Linked DNA regions of Pan troglodytes: region 1 is linked to region 2. The links are chromatin contacts, called in public HiChIP or PLAC-seq maps. All regions are on one chromosome and are shown on one strand. The core of a region is the stretch at or near the end of the contact, and the rest is flanking DNA. Distances in the headings are between cores, read along the strand shown.

The links. HiChIP or PLAC-seq counts read pairs in DNA pulled down with a chosen protein or histone mark.
Region 1: a contact with region 2 is called in an H3K4me3 HiChIP or PLAC-seq map of stem cell-derived excitatory neurons, with 2.1 times the contacts expected there. The contact joins the promoter of INTS5 here to the promoter of TEX54 in region 2. A contact is called at or near these places in 1 of 7 Hi-C or Micro-C datasets (stem cell-derived neural progenitor cells) and 1 of 1 datasets of contacts at active chromatin or transcription factors (stem cell-derived excitatory neurons).

What each region holds. Positions count from the first base shown.
Region 1 is chr9:64,965,858-64,968,857 of NHGRI_mPanTro3-v2.0_pri, reverse strand. INTS5 (integrator complex subunit 5) reads left to right here and starts at 1,684. Exons shown (of 2, transcript XM_001154137.7): 1 at 1,684-1,938. The coding sequence starts at 1,859.
Region 2 is chr9:65,142,860-65,146,223 of NHGRI_mPanTro3-v2.0_pri, reverse strand. It overlaps TEX54 (testis expressed 54), which reads left to right and starts at 1,513. Exons shown (of 1, transcript XM_054662365.2): 1 at 1,513-2,052. The coding sequence starts at 1,549. The coding sequence ends at 1,995. STX5 (syntaxin 5) reads left to right here and starts at 2,083. Exons shown (of 11, transcript XM_508504.8): 1 at 2,083-2,416; 2 at 3,109-3,352. The coding sequence starts at 3,128. WDR74 (WD repeat domain 74) reads left to right here. Exons shown (of 12, transcript XM_063782979.1): 9 at 46-101; 10 at 440-585; 11 at 703-759; 12 at 1,240-1,460. The coding sequence ends at 1,419.

The DNA.
Region 1 (3,000 bases), core at 435-2,934, 180 kb after region 2:
ATGAGGTGTACTGGCTCCCTATACAGTTAGCAAGCTCTATCTCTGGCAGGTGTGGGGCTGTGAGTTAGACGAAGGTCCCTATGCTGGGAAGCTGTGGGAGAGAGAGAAGCTTAAATAATGAAGACGGATGGAAGGATGTTATTCATACTTGCTACTGGGAGGACATCTTCAGGCTAGCTAGCCCAATTTGTTTTGGGCTCCCTCTCCCTCCTTCTCTTTCTTAGTTTTTCTTTTTCTTTTATGAGTTTTCTCTTCTTTCCATCTCTTTTCTGCTTTCTCTCTTCCCTTTTCTCTCTCTCTCTTGTAAAAGTATTTTTGTAGGAGGGGTGCAGTGGCTAACACCTGTAATCCCAGCACTTTGGGAGGCTGAGGCGGGCGGATCACCTGAGGTCAGGAGTTTGAGACCAGCCTGGCCAACATGTCTCCAATTAGCTGGGCGTGGTGGCACATGCTTGTAGTCCCAGCTACTTGGGAGGCTGAGGCAGGAGAATTGCTTGAACCTGGGAGGTGGAGGTTGCAGAGACGAGACTGCACTCCAGCCTGGGCGACAGAATGAGATTTTAAAAAAAGCCTGGGTGCGGTGGCTCTTGCCTGTAATCCCAGCATTTTGGGAGGCTGAGGTGGATGGATCACTTGAGGTCAGGAGTTTGAGACCAGATTGGCAGACAGGGGAAAACGTTGTCTCTATAAAAATAAAAAAATTAGCCAGATTTGGTAGTGGATGCCTATAGTCCCAGCTACTCGGGAGGCTGAGGCAGGAGAATCTCCTGAATCTGGAAAGTGGAGGTTGCAGTGAGCTCAGATCTCACCACTGCACTCCAGCCTGGGTGAGGGAGTGAGACTCTGTCTCAAAAGGAAAACGAAACAAAACAAAACAAAAACAAAGAGAGACTGGCTGGGTGTGGTGGCTTACTCCTGAAATCCCAGTGCTTTGGGAAGCTGAGGTGGGTGAATCACTTGAGGACAGGAGTTTGAGATCAGACTGGGCAACATAGCGAGACGCTCGCCCCACCCACCTGCAAATCCCTAACTCTGAAAATATTTAAAAAGTAGCCAAGTGTGATGGCGCACGCCTGTAATCTCAGCTACCTAGAACGTTGAGGTGGGAGGATGTCTTGAGCCCAGGAGGTCGGGGCTGCCGAGAGGGGTGATCCTATCACTGCACGGTCACAAAATAAACAACAATAACAACAACAACAACAACAACAACAAAACCTTCCTATGCTTCATTTTTTTAAAGTCCTGAGTTGAACATTTTGTATTTTTGGCGTTAGGAAAAATGATTAAAATACCCCTGTGAGTGGCCGCGGCCAGTTTTAGTCTCTCTCTCATTCTGTGTGTGTGTATTGGGAGTCTTGCTCTGTCGCCCAGGCTGGAGTGCAGTGGCGCGATCTCGGCTCACTGCAATCTCTGCCTCCCGGGATCAAGCGATTCTCCTGCCTCAGCCTCCCGAGTAATCGGGATTACAGGCATAAGCCACCACGCCTGGCTAATTTTTGTATTTTCAGTAGAGACGGCAGGCTGGTCTTGAACTCCTCACCTCAGGTGATCCGCCCTCTCGGGCTCTCAAAGTGCTGGGTTTATAGGCGTGAGCCACCGCGCCCGGCCTAGTCTGTACGTCAATAGGCTTTTGAATAAAGTGGTTGCATATAGGGCGAATCGGCTTCCTGCTATCATCGTCCCGGGATTATGCTCTGGGACTCCGACAGGGTGCGGAACTAATGTAAGAGGGTCGAGGACATCGCCGGATTAATTTTCCTGCGAGGCCTGGTAGCTGGTTCCTTTCGCGTTTCCTGTCAGCGCGCATGCGCCGCCTGCGCTCCGCCGCTCGCGCCTCGGGTTCGGCTCGGGCTCCGGGATGTCCGCGCTGTGCGACCCTCCCGGGGCCCCAGGGCCACCTGGGCCTGCCCCGGCCACCCACGGTCCCGCGCCTCTCAGGTAGTTAGAGCCCTTGGCACCTTCCCCCCACCGCGCGGCCCCGCGCCTATCCCTAGCCTTCTCGGTAGAAACCCGGATCCTACCTCGAGAACTCACGTCAGGGTTCTCAGAGAGATTCTTGGTCAGGTCCTCCCAGAACTCAGGGACTGCTTCACCAAAACTCAGGGCTCCAGTGCCCGCCCTCCCGACCTCGGGCCTGCCTCTCGCTAGACTCCAATGCCTAACTACCCTCGACCCCGGGCTTCCTCTCCCAAGAGTCGGGGGTATCAGAACTCTTGGGAACCCAGCTGCCCGGGCCATTTTTGACCCTAGGAAACCCAGGGTCCTGACTTCATAGAGACTCCCTGAGACCCCAGGCCCAGAAACAGAATGCAGTCCGGCTGAGATATTCCCTTATATTAGGGTGTTTTTTGGAGGAAACAGAGGAATGGCACTGTTAGAGCCTTATCAGCACCTAGAGGATGCTGTCTTCTTTGACAGAAAAGGCGATAAGAGAAAGGGGATTTGCCACCTCCCATGACATTGGCTTCTGAACCTCTGAGACTGAACCCATATATGTTTTAGGAGGGAAAGGGTTGAAAAGCATTATTACTCTGTGCCCTGGGACACCCTGATGTCCAAGCACATTGAGGGTGCTGAGTAGGTGGTGGTGGTTGATGTGGTGGTAGGTGACTAAGATTTTGCAGAATATGGGAAGAAACAGATGTTAGGAGGGAGAGCCCTTAATAAGGTGCTTACAATTTTTTTTTTTTCCCATTAAGAGATTTCAAGGTGCTTGTGTTGTGGGATGGGGCGGGGCGGGGGTGGTGGTAGAAGGTGATAAAGTGGAAAGGTGTTTTTTTTTTTTTTTTTTTTTTGAGATGGTCGCCCTGACTCCCAGGCTGGAGTGCAGTGGCGTGATCTTGGCTTACTGCAACCTTCGCCTCCTGGGTTCAAGCGATTCTCATGCCTCAGCCTCCTGAGTAGCTGGGATTACACCATGCCTGGCTATTTTTTTTTTTTTTTTGTATTTTTAATAGAGATGAGGTTTCACCCTGTTGGCCAGGCTGGTTTCGATCTTCT
Region 2 (3,364 bases), core at 264-2,763:
CAGGAGGTTACTGCTGATCCCACTTGCCTCTGGTCTCATCCTCAGCTCAGTGATTGTGGGAAACACTCATGGGCAGCTGGCAGAAATTGACCTTCGGCAAGGTGAGTGGACTAGGGTACATTGGGGGAAAGGAAGGAGCAGGGAGAAGGGTCAGGATTCCCTCTAAGGTGGTGCAGTGGGGCCAGTGAGGCCTCATTCAGGTGCCAGATTGCCTGGGTTTAAATCCTGGTTTCCCTAAAAGCTGTATGACCTTAAACTAATTATTTCAACTCCCTGTGCCTTAGTTTCCTCACCTGCGAAATGGAAATATTAGTAGAAGCTCCAGTCTCAGGGTTTTGTTGCAGATTAAATGTTGAAATGGAAAGTGATTGGAACAGGAAACAATGAATGATTGGTTATTGGCCAGCCAGTTATCACGGATGCTTCCCCCCTTCTCTAGGGTGTCTACTGGGCTGTCTGAAGGGGCTGGCAGGCAGTGTGCGTGGGTTGCAGTGCCACCCTTCAAAGCCTCTACTAGCCTCCTGTGGCTTGGACAGAGTCTTGAGGATACACAGGATCCAGAATCCACGGGGTCTGGAGCATAAGGTAAGTTATCTCTCCCACCTCCAACTCATGGTCTTGTGGAGGCCCCGCCTCCTGTGCCCCCCGTTCATGTTTCTGTCTCAGCATGCCTGGCTCCTTAAGGCCCCTCATCTTTTGCAGGTTTATCTCAAGTCTCAATTGAACTGCCTCCTCTTGTCAGGCAGGGACAACTGGGAGGTGAGCAGTTGGGCCCGGGAATGTGGGAGCCAAGGGCATAGATGTGAGGACCTCCCTATGGAGAGGAAAAGGGGGCAGCTGGAATGCAGACCTGGGACTATCTGTTTACCTGCCTGGTCACTTAATTTCTCTGAGAGGCATTAACAGTTAAAATCCTGAGAGGGTTATTGCCAACAGCATGGATGGGGTTGCTTTCTAGGAGCAGGGAATAAAGGTGGTGGTACCCAGAGGGATTCTTTCTCAGCCAGGGTCTCCTTCCCTGTGGGTTTGTCCCTGTGCCCCTGACTACTTTTCTTTTTCCTTTTTTTTTTTTTTTAACTTCTTTTTGTGGAGATGGGGTCTCCTTATGTTGCCCAGTCTGGTCGCTAAGTCCTGGGCTCAAGCAATCCTCCTGCCTTGGTCTCCCAAAGTGCTGAGATTACAGGTGGGAGCCACCGTGCCCGGCCCCCCTGACTCCTAAGCTTTCTTCCCACTCACCAGGATGAGCCCCAAGAGCCTCAAGAACCCAACAAGGTGCCCCTAGAAGACACAGAGACAGATGAACTTTGGGCATCCTTGGAGGCAGCTGCCAAGCGGAAGCTCTCGGGTTTGGAGCAGACCCAAGGAGCTCTCCAAACGAGATGGAGAAAGAAGAAGCGGCCTGGGTCCACCAGCCCCTGACGCCCCTGTGCCCACTTTGTAAATAAACTGCTGAACACCCACCATGACCCTGAGCCTTTTGTGATGGGAGAAAGGAATGAAGGGTAGCTTGGGGTGGGGGCTGCCTGAGCTGGGGCGACGGGATATCTGATGTCACAAAAGCCGGGCCTGGAGGCAGGCAGGCTGGCGTGGGTGGCACGGAGTCCAGGGCCACGCGGGGCCATGGGCTGCTGCCAAGACAAGGACTTTGAGGTGTCTGATGAGCAGTCCAAGGAGGAAGAGTCTAAGGACGGCAGGGAAGATGAGACCACAGACACACAAAGAGGGCCCAGGGAGTGTGAGAGGGGGCTTCCCGAGGGTAGGGGTGAGCTCAGAGGCCTCGTCGTCCCCTCAGGCGCCGAAGGTATCGACTTGAACTCCCCGGACCATCCGAATCACAAGTCGAACGAAAGCCTTCTGATCACCGTGCTGTGGCGGCGACTATCCACGTTCGGTCGTCGGGGCTCCTCGCGGCCAAGCAAGAGGCAATCAGACCAGATTCGGAAGCAGGAGAGTCCGATCCGAGAAGGCAACCAGGAGGAGCCGGAGAAGGGATGACCCCAGACCTGCTCTCAGTCCGCCCCAACCTCCAGAGAATAAAATTTCTAACGTGTACCTGCACGACCACTCTGGGGGACTGGGCGCGGACACCACCGGGCAGCTGGTTCTTTAAGGCTCCTTCCCGGAGGCGGGCCCAGCCCCCTGAGCGCCTGCTGTAGTACTCTGGGGCGGGGTCACGGTGGCGCCTTAGCCAATGGGAGGGCGGGATCGCTCTGCGTTTGGGTGTGGGGCGTGTCTTTCGGGTCGCTGGGCTTGAAACGCGTGGGACCGCCCCCTCGTCACTGGGGGTGGGGTTACGTGTAGGTGACGTGGCTGCTTCCAGTCTTCGGTCGGGTTTCGGCGGCTTCAGTGCTCGGGGAGGAGGCAGTGACGGCCGGTGAGATTGGAAGTGGCGGCGGCGGCAGGCGGCAGAGGGGAGGTAAGATTCGCTTTAAGAGGGGATCTGGCCGCCGTGTCAGCTCTGGGGCAGTGGTTTCACGGGGGCGACGACTGGCGGGGGGGAAGGGAATCAGGGGCGAGCGGGCAAGTCCTGCTGGCCCGGCTCCGGGTGAGCGAATTCCTTGCCGTCCAATCAGGAAAGCCTCTGTTGAGAGAGACGTCGGCCTTAGCTAATGAGTGGTTGAAGTCTTCCAGAAGGCGGACCTTGGGCGGGGGGTGGGACTTCCTGTTTCAAATAAACACCCAGAGGTTTTCCCCCTCCGCCCACCGAAGTGTGTCAGTCTTTGGAGGTCCGTCACTGGCCCTCCCTGAGGGGCCGAAGGAAACCGCGGAAACGAAAGGGCTGGGTTAGGGCCCGGGGCAGTTACACGGGCCGGGCCGGAGTCTCAGGACCACGGGGTTGGCTCTGGCCCTGTCTCTGCTTCAGGGTCCCGGGCCCGCGCTCTGGCCGCCAGAGCCAAGTTGGAAGAAGAGTCTGAAGCGGGTTCGACTTGGGACAGGGGAAAAGCGGGGCCCTTTCCGCTGCTGGTCCGCCCCAGGATTTGCGAGCGTCCTGGGCGCGAAAGTCCATGAGAAGTGCAGAAGGGGCTCGAGGATTTGTTGATTGGGGTGGGGCAGGGGAGTTTGGGGAAAGAAGTTGCCTGGGGAATGACACTCTCCCCTCCACAACAGTCCGAGGTTATGCGTCTCAATGATCCCGCGGAAACGCTACGGGTCTAAGAACACGGATCAGGGTGTCTACCTGGGTCTCTCAAAGACACAGGTCCTGTCCCCTGCAACTGCTGGCAGTAGCAGCAGCGACATCGCCCCTCTGCCCCCCCCAGTGACCCTCGTCCCTCCCCCTCCCGACACCATGTCCTGCCGGGATCGGACCCAGGAGTTTCTGTCTGCCTGCAAGTCGCTGCAGACCCGTCAGGTAAGGACCTGG